2 separate regions of the Ovis aries genome follow, and region 1 is linked to region 2. Evidence: chromatin contacts called from public Hi-C data. All regions are on one chromosome and are shown on one strand. The core of a region is the stretch at or near the end of the contact, and the rest is flanking DNA. Distances in the headings are between cores, read along the strand shown. Region 1 overlaps SOX13 (SRY-box transcription factor 13). Region 2 holds the start of SNRPE (small nuclear ribonucleoprotein polypeptide E).

What was found. A called contact is a pair of places that touch in the nucleus more often than the background predicts.
Region 1: a contact with region 2 is called in a Hi-C map of liver, with 4 times the contacts expected there. The contact joins the enhancer-like site here to the promoter of SNRPE in region 2. A contact is called at or near these places in 8 of 16 Hi-C or Micro-C datasets (hypothalamus, liver, mesenteric adipose tissue and 4 more).

What each region holds. Positions count from the first base shown.
Region 1 is chr12:1,756,592-1,763,262 of ARS-UI_Ramb_v3.0, reverse strand. It overlaps SOX13 (SRY-box transcription factor 13), which reads right to left. Exons shown (of 14, transcript XM_060395996.1): 14 at 4,245-5,963. The coding sequence ends at 5,687. ETNK2 (ethanolamine kinase 2) reads left to right here. Exons shown (of 8, transcript XM_042256911.1): 8 at 1-856. Among named protein-coding and RNA genes, the nearest start is that of ETNK2, 20 kb to the left of the region's middle. Within about 2 kb of position 2,727, at least 5 of the 54 cell types and tissues checked have an H3K27ac peak or open chromatin away from gene starts, as enhancers often do. A contact at or near this core is called in liver, where this site is marked.
Region 2 is chr12:1,458,874-1,465,662 of ARS-UI_Ramb_v3.0, reverse strand. It overlaps SNRPE (small nuclear ribonucleoprotein polypeptide E), which reads right to left and starts at 3,753. Exons shown (of 4, transcript XM_060395994.1): 1 at 3,654-3,753; 2 at 1,379-1,441; 3 at 388-466. The coding sequence starts at 3,689.

The DNA.
Region 1 (6,671 bases), core at 1,478-3,977, 300 kb before region 2:
CCATCCCAGGCCATCCTGGAATCTGGTCTGGGACTCAACCACCCTGGGAAGCCCAGCCTTGCCATCCTGGCCATCCTGAGTCTGGGCTGCCTTCGTGTCTTTGACCTTCCTGGCCTGGGGAAGGGGTAGGGTGGGAGGGCTCCTTTCTACCTCCAGGGCCCTGAGCCTCCAGCCTGTCTACCCCTGCGTGCCCCAGGTGGGAGGTGCTGGGTCCAGAGAGTATCCTGCCAACTCTGACCAATGGATGTATAGATGCTGGGGGAGGCGTCTAGAGTCAGGTTTGATAGCTCCCCGAGCAGCCGCCTCCTCTCAGATCCCTCCCTTTCTCCAAAGCAGATCCAGCCAGATAAGCCCTTCCCATCCTGAGGACACGTGGTTTCCCCCAGTGCCCCTTCTGCCCCGGGCCTGTGCTCGGTCCGTCTGCCGCCTGCCAGGAGGAGAGGGAGGGGATGGGCCCGAAGGCTGGCTAGGCTTCACACTGCCTCAGCTGGAGGGGCAGCAGCCCAGAGTGGCGGCTGCACGGCAGCCACCATCCTGTCCCCTCCCTCCTTGCCCTCCAGACCCTCACTTCCCAGGAACAGCCTTCTGTCCTGAGGTTGACCCACGGTCTTCCCCCTGGGGAATGCCTAGTGGGAGTCAGAGGGCAGGGGCCACGGACGGCCAGGGCTCGCCCAGCGTGCAGGGGCTTGGGTGGGATCTGCTGTGAAGGTGCTGTGGGAACTGCTTCCCCAGGTCCCAGTGGCCACCACGTCCTTCCTCACCGCCTTTTGGGTCCTCCTGGCTCTGGCCGATAAAATGGTTCATTTGTAAATGATCATCATTTTCTGCATTAAAATGGTCACGTATAGAGCCGCTAGTGAGGACTTGCCCTGGATCCTGTGATGCGCTCTGCAGTGTCGTGGAGGGGGTACGGCCCCTCCTCTCTGGGGTCCTGTGCGCTGCACAGCTGGCACCACGTGGCTGGGGTCCCGGCTTGGGCAGAATTGGTCTCACAGCTCCGCTGCTTTTGAAGTGGACCCTGAGAGGGCGGAGCCTAGAGGGAACTAGGCTGTGGATGCCTGCCCAGGTGATGGGCCAGGAAGACCCCATACGCAAGTGCTCAGGACTTCCTTGGTGCCCACTTGCTGCTAGCTGTTAGTTGAGCGGGGAGTTGCTGAGAGCAGGCCAGGGTGATTTCTGGACCCACACTGTCGCCTCAGTAGGCCAGAGGGGGAGAGAACAGAAGCTCAGAGCTGGGCGGGCACCTCCCAGCAGCCCAGGCTGCACTCTGAGGGCCCGCCTTGGGGCCCCTAGAAGTTCCCGACGCCCTTAGGAGTAGCACCGGCAGCAGCAGCGGCTGCCTGCCAGGGGGACTCTGTCCGGCTTGTGCTTGCAGAAGTACCCGTGAGCCGTGGCAACCTCTGGAGTCGAGCTGGCGCTGGAAGCTGGGGCCTTGTTCAAGGTCCTGTTGACCCAGCGCGGCCAGGCCCCTGGCGGGCAGCAGTATCACGCCTAGGAGGGATGTTAGTGGAGGACGTGGGTGAAGGCCCTACCCAGTGCAGGGCAGGTGCCAGGGCTGGGCACCTCGGACCCCTGGGGATCATCTCTGGGGCCAGCGATGGGCACTGCCTTCCTGGGGACTGTATGGCAGTGCCCACCCTCCCTGTTCCCCTCAGATCATCCGCCTCTGGAGCTGAGGGAGCACTATGAAGGCAGCTTCATTCCCAGACTCCTGGGGCCTTGATGCCCGCTTCCAGGTGGCTCAGTGGTAAAGAGTCCACCTGCCAGTGCAGATGCAGGGGATGTGGGTTTGATCCCTGGGTGGGGAAGATCCTCAGCAGGAAATGGCAACCCACTCCAGTGTTCTTGCCTGAGAAGTCCCCTGGACAGAGGAGCCTGCAGTCCACGGGGTCACGAAGAGTTGGGCACGATTGGGTGCCTGAGCACGGCGCACGCTGATACACTGAAATGGTGTAGCTCAGTGGTTAGCAGGCAGTGGCTGGCACAGCCCCCGGTATCCTGTACCCCCCTGGCTTGGCCACCCCCTGCAGCCGAGGAGTTCATCTGAGTCTCTATTCCACTACAGCCTTGAGAAATGATTCTCTTCCCTCCAGTTCCTAGGGGGTGGGTTGGCTGATGAGAGGTTTGGGCACACCACTCCCAAACAAAACCTGGAGTCTCACTGTGTCTCCTTGCGCTGCCCCTGGCACTGCCCAGCACCCCTGCCCAGACTCTGGGGTGGCCTGGGATGCTCCCTTAGGCCCCTTCCTGGCACTGAGCGGGTGTTCCAGGCAAAGTACTCCCAGGCACATGTTCATCTCTGCTCTGCTCTGCCCCTTACCCTCCAGAGGCACCCAGGGCGCAGAGAGCAAGGCCGTGCCCCAGCTTCCTAGTAGTGTCCAGGCACTTTCCACCCATCTGACCCTGTGCTGCCTCCTCTGGGGCCAGCAGGTGGGGCTCCAGGGCCCCAACCACAGGTTCCCCGGATGGTTTTCCTGCCCTTGGAGAATGCGGGTGGGCGACACTGTCCACAGCTGGGAGGACAGAGCAAGGGTTGCTGGAGTGGGAGCTGGGGGGTATTGGCCTCAGGCTCCGGAGACCACAGGGTCCCTGGGAGTAGGGAAGCTAGGGGAGCTCAGGATAGGCTGCGGGTGAGGGTGAGCCTTGCTGGGTGTGTGCTGACCAGACTGCCCAGCTTGGGTTGGAACAGTGACGGCCAGTGAGGTGGAAATGAGCGACTCTCCCATGTGGCCACTAGAGGGCGAGCGCCACAGTCAGCCTTCCCCAAGGTCTGCCTGCCACTGCCCCACTGGTGTCCTGGGGCGGGAGGGCAGGAGAGAGGAGGCTCCAAGCTCTGGGAGGCTGGGCTGGGCAAAACCAGTGGAAGGCCGGCAGCCAGGATGCTCCCTAGATCAAAAGACCGGGGCCCTAATTCTTGGGTTTGTGGCCCTGGAATCAACCATACCTACCTTGTCTCACCACTAGCCATCTCTAACTTAGAAATCCGTTTTCCAGCCTTCAAGAACTCTCCTCAAACACCTCCTGTTTGGGTAAGCTCACTACCACTTTTGGCCATCTTGGTCAACAGGTTTTTTATGTTAAGCCGAAAACGCTGGCCCGTGAGACTTTCATCAAAAGGCCAGGCTAATGCTACCTCGTGAGCTGTGTCCAACGCCTGTGTTGCCCAGCTGAGAGCCTTAAGAGAGCAATCTTGTTCTTTCCGCCCTACCCTAACCTCCTCTTTTCTGGACCAAACATCCCTGGCCCTCCCAGCCGTTCCTTGAAAGTCACGTCCATCCACCGGGCTCCCTCCAACCCTCTGGGCCCCTCCAGTGTGAGAACGGCCTTTTCTGTTGAAGGGCCTCGGGCTGGCATGACGCACCTGAGGTCAGGACTGTGTGATGCACACTGGCTCCTCACCTCCCTGGTCAGCACACGCTTCTGTTAATCCAACCCAAGTCTAACTGACACAGCACTGCTCAGCTTTGCTGCCCCCATTTCATATTAATGGGATTAACATTTCAGCTGCAGGAGTTGGTTTTTTTATCGGCTCTTCCTGCACTTGGAGCATTTCAGTCATCCAGCTCTTCTAGGGACTGTTATTTCCCTTACTGTGACACATAGATATTTGAAATCCTCATTTCAAAGTGTAAGGTCACAGAGCCCTGAAGTACATAAATACAGACCCTGCTTCATTAATCAGTATCCTGGGGGGCTTATGGTGTCTACATGAGCCCTTTTGTGGAATGAGAGTCCATACTTTCATTAGATTTTCAAAGGGCTCCTTCTCCAAGAGAGGAAAAGAGCCCTGGCTAAGGCATAACATCCTTGTTTCTCGGATGAGGGTAATGAGGCACACAGAGGAGACGGCGTTCGCCCCAGCACACGCACAGGACCACGCGGCCAGTTCTGGGAGAGCTTCCTGAGTTCCTGACTCTTACCACGGCGCTCCTAACACTGCGTTCTCTTCTCCGGACGGGAGGGGGCGCTGTGGTGAGGCCGGGCTCCCGTCCTCGAAGCAGGGGTGGCCGTCGCCTGTGGGCTCTGGCGGGGCGTCCAGCCTGGCCTCCTTGGCCTGGGATGTCTCCTCCTCGGCTCCACGGGGCTGCCTCCGGGGGCAGTGGTGCCGGGCGGGGGCACACCGAGGAGCTGTGGCCAGCCTGCCTCCCCATCCAGGCAAGGGCCAGATTCTGAGACGGTCTGTCTTTATTATATCAACGAAACACAAAAAATCCCCCCAAGTGTAAACAGGAGAAATGCGCTGGTTAAGTTACTAATCATTATCTTATTATTAACAAAATAAAGCACTATCTATGTTTACAGTCATAAAAAAAAGAAACAGCTGGAGAATAGCTGGGTGTGGAGCAGGAGAAGGGGGAAGATGGGGGAACAGACGCAAACTCCGCATCTGTCCCTGTGACCCTGCCCAGGGCTGTTCCGGATCTTTGGAGTCAGGTGCCATCAGGATCTGATTTTCTTGGGGAAAGCCTCTGTGAAAGGGACCACCAGGACCCGGGCAAGTTCCCGGTGTGGCGTGGGGCAGGGGAGGGGAGCGGCAGGCGGGGGACAGGGGGAGAGGATGAAGCCCCGCGGACTACGGAGCCCGCCCACCTCCGGCTCCCGAGGGGCGTGGAGCCCCGCGGCCTCGAGAGCCCTCCCAGGCTCCCGCCGCTTCCAGCAGGGGCACCGCCAGAGCTCCGCCCCGCTCCTGGCACTCTGGTTGGGACGGGGCTGAGGCAACAGGACAGGGCCCTCTGGAGGCCAGTACGTCCCCAGCCGCGGGAGCTGGAAGTGGCTCCAGGGGAGCTTACAGGGGGCTCAGGGACGCAGTGACAGAGTGGGCAGGAGCGGGATGCCCGGGGACCGGGGTCAGACGGGCCTGCAGAGACGCAGCGGGTGCCACAGGGGCAAGGGCAGGCACTGGGGAAGGGAGAGACACAAACAGGCCCTGCAAAGAGGCAAGGACAGAAATGCACTAAGGACACACGGAACCTGAGACGCCCAGACTGACGTGGAGAGGTAGCAATTCGGGGACGAAGAGAAGCACAGAGCGCCCCCTAGAGGAGCAAGAACGACACCAGGGGACACAGCCGCGGGAGCTCAGCGGCGGCCCCTGGCACTCAATAAATACCTCATGCGATGCAAGAACAGACGAAAACACGCGCACGCGCAGACACACGTGCACGCGCAGCAGCCAGAGACACGAAAGGCTTGGCAGAAGGTAAAGACGGCAAGGACAGCCAGACCTTTGTGCACAAAGTGATCCTGGTAGTTCCAGGAGTCATCTGGGGTACTGTGGTGGTGATGCTGGGGTACAGATTGGTCCCACGGTGGCTGGTCCAGCCAGAACAAGAATGGAAGTGGAAAACTGTGGCCCTAGAGGAACAGGTCTGTAGCTGCCATACCCCCCAGGACGGGCAGACCTGCAGGAGGGGAGAGCCACACAGTGCCCCCTGGCCACGAGCCCCAAGCGCCCCAGTGGAGCTCAGCGAGCCCAGCCCATCACCGCCGAGGAGGAGCCCCCTGAGGCCACCACCACCTCGGTGTGCCCACAGGGAGTGTGCGGAGGGGTCATCTCCCATCGCCCATGCATCTGCACACGCACAGCTGTGCTCATCTTCCAGCAGGCCCGAGTCCAAGTACCAGTGGGTGGGGTGGCTGTGCCCAGGTCTCCACGGGGAGGAGGGCCAGGCCCGGGCCGCCGGGATCAGTCCGTGAGGACCACCAGCTCCCCGTCGCTCTTCTCCTCGCCCTCTGAGTCCTCGTCCTCGCTGTACCGGTACATCTCGCCGTCAGCCGCCGAGTGCCTGTCCTCTGCGCCCTCGCCCTCCTCCCTGAGGCTGCAGGTGTTGACGATGACCGGCATGTTCGGGTCCAGGCCGCGGGGCACACAGTGCTCCACCAGGGGCTGTGCCAGGGGCACGCCTGCCACCCGCGGGTACAGGACTTCTGAGGGGCTCATCTGCACCTGGCCGGTCTGCTGGCTGCAGGCGGAGGACAGGCGCGGTTACAGGCGTTCCCGACTTCGACCCCAGGCCCACTCTCCTCTGGGCCTCCTCAGGGCAGGTCCTCCCACCCCTACCCTTCTGGCTCCAAGACACACACACCTGCTCCCTGGCGCTTTTCTGATGGCAAATTTATCGCCCGCTACAGACCTGCCCCCGCCCCACGCAGCCCCAGGGCCACAAGCTCAGATATTCCTAGAGGATCATGTGTAAATTCAGTTTGGGGAAGTTGTATATATTTCGTATGCACCAGCGAGTTCCTATTTGAAGGAATCCACTGGGATGCCTGCTTTGGTCGTCACGAATCCTCTGTATGAGCTTTAGTACCCCTGAATTTTTCGAGTTTGTCAAAAATGGGATCCACAGGCACATTTCTCTAGACACCTGCTAGTCCCCAGACAGTCACAAATCTATATCCTGAACCACCAGGGACTCACCACAGTCACAGTCATCCCTGCAGCCACACACGCACAACACCACACAAACCTACGCGTACACACAGCCAAAAGACACACAGCTCCCCTGGAAGCCCACACTAACCCCTGTCACACTCACACACAGCTCCCCTGGAAGCCCACACTAACCCCTATCGCTCACACACACAGCTCCCCTGGAAGCCCACGCTAACCCCTATCGCTCACACACACACAGCTCCCCTGGAAGCCCACACTAACCCCTCTCACACTC
Region 2 (6,789 bases), core at 2,504-5,003:
GAAATGGAGCGAGATAAACAATAAGTGGCAAAAGATGATTAAGAATATACTGCTGCTGCTGTTGCTAAGTCACTTCAGTCATGTCCGACTCTATGCGACCCCATAGACAGCCTCCCACCAGGCTCCCCCGTCCCTGGGATTCTCCAGGCAAAAACACTGGAGTGGGTTGCCATTTCCTTCTCCAATGCATGAAAGTGAAAAGTGAAAGAGAAGTCACTCAGTCGTGTCCGAATCTGTGCAACCCCACAGATGGCAGCCCACCAGGCTCCTCTCCCAAATAATTTCTCAAATACAAACTAAATCTAAACATGAAATAAGCTGCAATTCATTCAGTTCTGCAAGTGAATAAAAATAGCTGTAATTCTTCAAGGCCATCTATATTCTTACCCAGTTGTTTTCTTGACTTTGTTTTAGAATGAATCTCTTCTGCATCATCTAATACGAGGTTCATATACTCATCAAAACCCTAGAAAAATAAGTCAATTGAGTGTCATCTTCATGTAAAATCATATCCAAACCGTTCTAAATTAATATGGCAATATATAAAAACGCCAAGTTCAGAAACTCATCTCTCCACTGATCTTCCAGCTGAAACACCACATCTCAAGCCTCTTCTTATTTTTTTGGGGAGGGGGAGTGCCCCACACAGCTTGCAGGATCTTAGTTCCCCAACCAGGAACTGAACCCAGGCCACAGTACTGAAAGCCTGGAACCGTAACTACTTTGCCACTAGGAAACTCCCCAAGTCTCTTTTTAAATAACAACGAAAGAGGGAATGTACTTCAGATTACTTCTGGAACTTTGGGGACTTTAGACTTCATTAACTATGCCAAAAAGTCATCATCCACATCTTTTATAACCTACTCAGTTTTCCCATGTTCCCACAAAGACACTGTCATTACCAACCACCAAGCTTGTTTTTTCAACTAACAAACAGGGGAAGGGGAAATTACTGATGGAATCTACTATACTGTCTAAAAGAAATACCAGACTCTTAGTATAACACTTCCACCCATATTTTCTTTCTTTATAACATTATTTAAGTTACTGTGCTACCTTGGACATCTTATTTAACTACCCCACCCAGTTCTATTCAGGTATCACTAACCAAGAATTCTCATCTTTCTCCCTTTTCATTTCTTATGACTCCTCTTTTAAAGACTAATACTGTTTAGTTATCTAATAAAATTAATTTTCCCTCTCTTTTGTGAATTACCTAATCCCTATTAAGTAGAACAATGAGACAAGGACAGTGAGTCCTGAAGGACTTTCCGTGAGTTGGGTCTTTGATTTTTTTGTATATTGCTCTGTTGGCCATCTTTTAGGAAATTTTTTCTTTGAACAAAATGCTCTGATATAAAATATCCTGGGTACTTACAATGATACAGCCCTCTATCCGCATATTCACTTGCTCATAAAGCCACACCTGAATCCGCGATCTCTGAAATAATCAGAAAAACAGAAATGTTAAGAACTAAGTAAACAAAGTAAACACTTTGGTCAAACAACAGACAAATATGGCTCCTAAAAAACTCTGACAAATAAAAGCCAAGACAAGTTACTTACCAGGAAACATTCTCACTTAATAAATGTTACACTGAAACTAATAATAATATTCCTGTGTTTTTGAGACTCAATCATATTTCTGTTGCTTGTAGTCTCTATATATTTAGAGTGAAAATTTGTGACAAGATAGCAAAAAGGGCTTCTTTCTTATCTACCAGAGCAAACTCCAGCTGCAAGACAGTCTTCTCTAGCATCTCAGTTTTCCACATCTCACACCTAATAACCAGGAATGCGTAAGTCGTGTCCAACTCTTTGCAATCCCATGGGCTGTAGCCTGCCTCCTCTACCCAAGGGATGGATTCTCCAGGCAAGAATACTGGAGTGCGCTGCCATGCCCTCCTCCAGGGGATCATCCTGACCTAGGGATGGAACCCGAGTCTCTTCTCATCTCCTGCACTGGCAGGCAGGTTCTTCACTACTAGTGCCACCTGGGAAGCCCTAATAACCAGCAGTGAGACCCTCAATTCCTGTGATTAAAAATTACAACAGCTTGAAATTAATGCTTTTCTATTAAGTTGTCACATACTAAAATCAGAACCACAGGAAACACATTTTCTTTCAGGGATAAATACTCTGCTCTGCCAAGTCAAATTTTGAGTTGATAAAAATCCCTCCAAAGGAAAGGGAGTAAAAGGGTTCACTAAATCCTCCGAACCTATCCCTCCAATCTTCCTCTTCCAGTGTCTTTTCTATCAATAAGTGTGTCTCCACCTCCCAAAGTGCTTAACACACCACATTATGACCTAGAAAAAGCTGACTGAAATTTTCTTCCAGTGTCTCATCCTGAGGTGCCATGGAAAGGGTCCAATGTTCCTGCCATATCCCAAGGAAAGTACCAATACCCAAGTGCCACTATCATATCAGCCAGTAATTACTTTTCGAAATTATTAATTTTGGTCTTGCAAAGTAGTAACAACACAGTTCTTTGCATGCTTGGAGTCGGCATGGCTGTATTAGGGGCTGTCATGACCACCTCTTTGAGACCCGATGGACTGTAGCTCTCCAGGCTCTTCTATCCATGGAATTCTCCAGGTAAGGATGCTGGAGTGGGTTGCCATTCCCTTCTCCAGGGGATCTTCCCCACTCAGGAATCCAAGCTGGGTCTCCTGCATTGCAGGAAGATTCTTTCCCGTCTGAGCCACCAGGGAAGCCCATGGCATGGCTACATACCATTTTGTCACTTTAGAGCTTTCCTGGCACTGGTTCTCCTCAAATGCCCTCCCAATCTCCAGTTTCATTTTTTGACTCTAGAACAATGATACAAACAGCCAAATAAATTCACCTTTAACTTGAAAATAAAACAGAGAACAACTTACATTTTGCAAGTATCTGAAGATGAGATTCTGCAGCAAGAGTTAAGGAAAAAACACACACACACACACACACACGCCAAGCATAGACTCTGCTTCCTGGAACTCGTTAAATCTACCCGCATCTCATTTTTCTGAACGCGAACTCTGTGCCTAGGCAAAGAAAGTGCCCAACTAGGTACCCACTGTTGCTGTTCAGTCGCTAGGTCCTGTCCCACGCTTGTGACCCCATGGACTGTAGCCCCCCAGGTTCCTCTGTCCATGGGGCTTTCCAAGTAAGAAGTCTGGGGTGGGCTGCCATTTCCTTCTCCATGGGATCTTCTTCACTCTGGGATCAAAACCCCGTCTCCCGTATCGGCAGACGGATTCTGAGCCACCTGGCAAGTCCAAACACCCATCAGGACATCACTAAATACTGTAAAGGAATAGCTCCCCACTCTCATCTTCCGGGAGTTTCTTCCGCGCCGAGGTCTCCCTGCCGGTGGAACGCGGCAACACCCGCTTTCAGTCAGTATATAATTAAAGTCGTCTTCCCCGCTCACCCCACCACGACCGCATTCTCCAGCGCAGGGTCTGCCCGAGCCCACCTCCCGCCCATAACTGGTTCTTCAACTCCCCGCGCTTTCTCCTAGCCTCGGCCGCCCCAGGGGCTCATGGGATGAGCGGCCGCACTCCGCTCCCTCGGGCCTACTCCGTCTCCTCCTTCGCCCCTCATTTCCCGGCCCAAAGCTGCTAACGCTCACGCATCGAGCAGGATACGATGGGCTGCACCATCACCTTCTGCACCTTCTGGCCCTGGCCCCGGTACGCCATGCTGGAAGCTCACAAGCACCACACTGCTCCACACTCTCTCTCAGAAAGCAACTTCCGGAACACCGAGCCGGAAGCGGAAGTGCGCCGTGCTCAGGCGGCGACGTGGGCGGTTCCTGGAAAATACCTCTCTAGCCGCAGGAGTCGGTTATTTCGGTGCTCCAGAGCGTCCCGGGGAAGCCGCACGGCAGCGACTCCCTTTCGGAAAGCGAGTTGTTCCTGCAGCGCCACCTGGAGGGAGGCTGGAAGGGGAGCGCGGCTTCGGTTGTGCGGCCGCCGCGGCTGCCCATCGCGACTTCGCTTTGGAGTCGGTTTTACGAGCCGGATCGTTCCCCTGCGTACCTCCTCTGAAATGGTGTGGTTCAGTGGTTTTTCTAAGGCCTGCTTCCCTGGGATTTAGGCTTGACAGCCGCGTCGTGGTGGACAGGGTAGGGCCGCAAGAAGCCCAAACTCAGGGCTCCCGCAGCTGACACTTTGGGCTACAGACGATACGATTTCAAAGCCGGGTGCTCTCATCAGCTTTTTGGAGAGCTGTTTGTTAGGTGGCAGCGGAGGATCAATGTTGAATGAAAACCCTAAAACCTGATTTCTAGGCTCAAACCCTGCACTCTTACAGTGTGTGACCAAGAATGTTACTCACCCTTGCCCTGTCTTGGCTTAGTTATTAACAAAATGGAGATAAAAATGTTCCTTCCTCATGGGGTTAAAGATCCAATGAAGAAGTAGTGTACGTGTGTACACATTAAGGTCTCAGCCTTCCAACATATCGTTTCCTGGGTAACACAGCTGAAGGGGAGGGGTCGGACTTGGTTAGGCTATATTCTGGGTTGTGGGCTGACAGAAATTTCCTTTAATTGGAATACCCATTTTATAGATGAGGAAACTGAAACTCAGAGTCAAAGGGACTCGTCCAAAGGGACACCGCTTAGATTAGACACCACTTGAGCGACTTCACTTTGACTTTTCACTTACACGCATTGGAGAAGGAAATGGCAACCCACTCCAGTATTCTTGCATAGAGAATCCCAGGGATGGGGGAGCCTGGTGGGCTGCCGTCTTTGGGGTTGCACAGAATCAGACACGACTGAAGCGACTTAGCAGCAGCAGACACACTTCTGCAAGTAGCAGAATCGTAACTTGTTTAACTGAGATTCTTACCAAACCAAATTTGGGTCTGCTCCAAGGAGGAGCAGTAAAGCCAAGCTGTTGACACTGGTTCGTGGTGAAGGACAGCCAGGGGAACAGGCAGCTCACCGTCAAAAGACCCAAACACCTCCGTGTCTTTTAGGAGAGGATTTTTAAAGACAAAGTAAGCGAGAAGGTTGAGGGTACACGATCAGCTCATGCACAGTTCTCTCACTGGGTGGTTAGGTAACCAGCTGAGGTCACAGGGGTCAGTATTAAAGATCCTCAGGCCCCAGGCAGTCTGAAGGCTGTGTGTTCATGGTTACGAGGTAGTTCGCTTTTTCTCCCTGGTTTTAGTACCTGCAAAACAACTCAAAGATATGGCTCAGGATATTATCTGTAGCCCTTGATTCTGTTTCATGGCTAAACTTATTATTTTGTCTTGTTTGACTGTTTTCCTTTGTTTCTGCATTTTCTCACTTCTCTAAATTTACTCTTAGAAACTCAGGGAAGGCCTAGGAGGTTAAAGCTTTTCTATAAATAAGAGGAAAGGGATACAAAGGGGTCTGTCACCTGGAAGGCACCACAGAGTCCTGGCTCACTTTTAAGATCTTCTGTTTAAAGAGGATAATATTAATAACAACCTCATAAAAATGTGAGATCAAAGGACATGAAAGTAATTTTTTAAAAGGACCTAGAAAACACATGGAAAAGTTGAGATTTGCTGAATTTGAAGACAGTGTGAATAGAACACACCAGTATACCTGTCTGATCTCAGATGCAGAAATGCTTAGCTACTTTTTTTTTTAGCTACTTGTTTTTACATTTTCCTATTTCTGAAGGCACGATTCCTAACTTTTAAGAACTGATCTTTACAACCAGTCAGTTGACTCATATAACTCATGAGAAGAGATTTACTTTTCCTTAATGATTTTGCCATTTTCCATTTAAATCTTTGATCCATCTAGAATTTATACCAGTATATCTTAGAACTGATACAACTTTAAAGTTTCTAGGTGGCTACCCACTTGTCCATCACTATTACAAAAAAATAAAATAACCCTTTGTTCCTCATTTAATTTTAAATGCCACGTTTATAGTATATCAAGTGTGTGTGTGTAGGTATGTGTTTTTATGTATAGAATTTATATTTTGTTCAGTTGATCTTAGTATTTATTTAGACTACTATCTCTGTAATTTTTATTTGGCAGGACAAAAAGTTCATAGAATTTTCCTAGTTATTTTTGTTTTTCCTTAAATCTTTAGAATGCTGCTGCTGCTGCTAAGTCGCTTCAGTCGTGTCCGACTCTGTGCGACCCCAGAGACGGCAGCCCACCAGGCTCCCCTGACCCTGGGATTCTCCAGGCAAGAGCACTGGAGTGGGTTGCCATTTCCTTCTGCAGTGCATGAAAGTGAAACGTGAAAGTGAAGACGCTCAGTCGTGTCTGACTTCTAGCGACCCCATGGACTGCAGCCTACTAGGCTCCTCCGTCCACAGGATTTTCCAGGCAAGAGTGCTGGAGCGGGGTGCCGTTGCCTTCTCCGATAGCCACCGTGTACTTAGATTTAAAAAAATTAATTCTAAGTTGTTCTAGGTTTAATGTAATCACAGTAAAAATACCAACAGGACTTTTAAAAATTAGGAAAGTTAAGTAAGTCCTGTTGGTATTTTTACTGTGATTACATTAAACCTAGAACAACTTAGAATTAATTTTTTTAAATCTAAGTACACGGTGGCTATTGTTCAAATTTTGATTCTTTGAGAAATTTTTAGTTTTGTTTCCCTGGAATCTGCCTGCAATGCAGGAGATTCAGATGCAATCCCTGGGTGGGGAAGATTCCCTGGAGGAGGGAATGGCAACCCACTCCAGTATTCTTGCCTGGAAAATCCCATGGACAGAGGCACTAGCAGGCTAGTCCACGGGGTCGCAGAGAGTTGGATATGACTGAGTACACAGGCATTAGTTTTCTTTAGTTT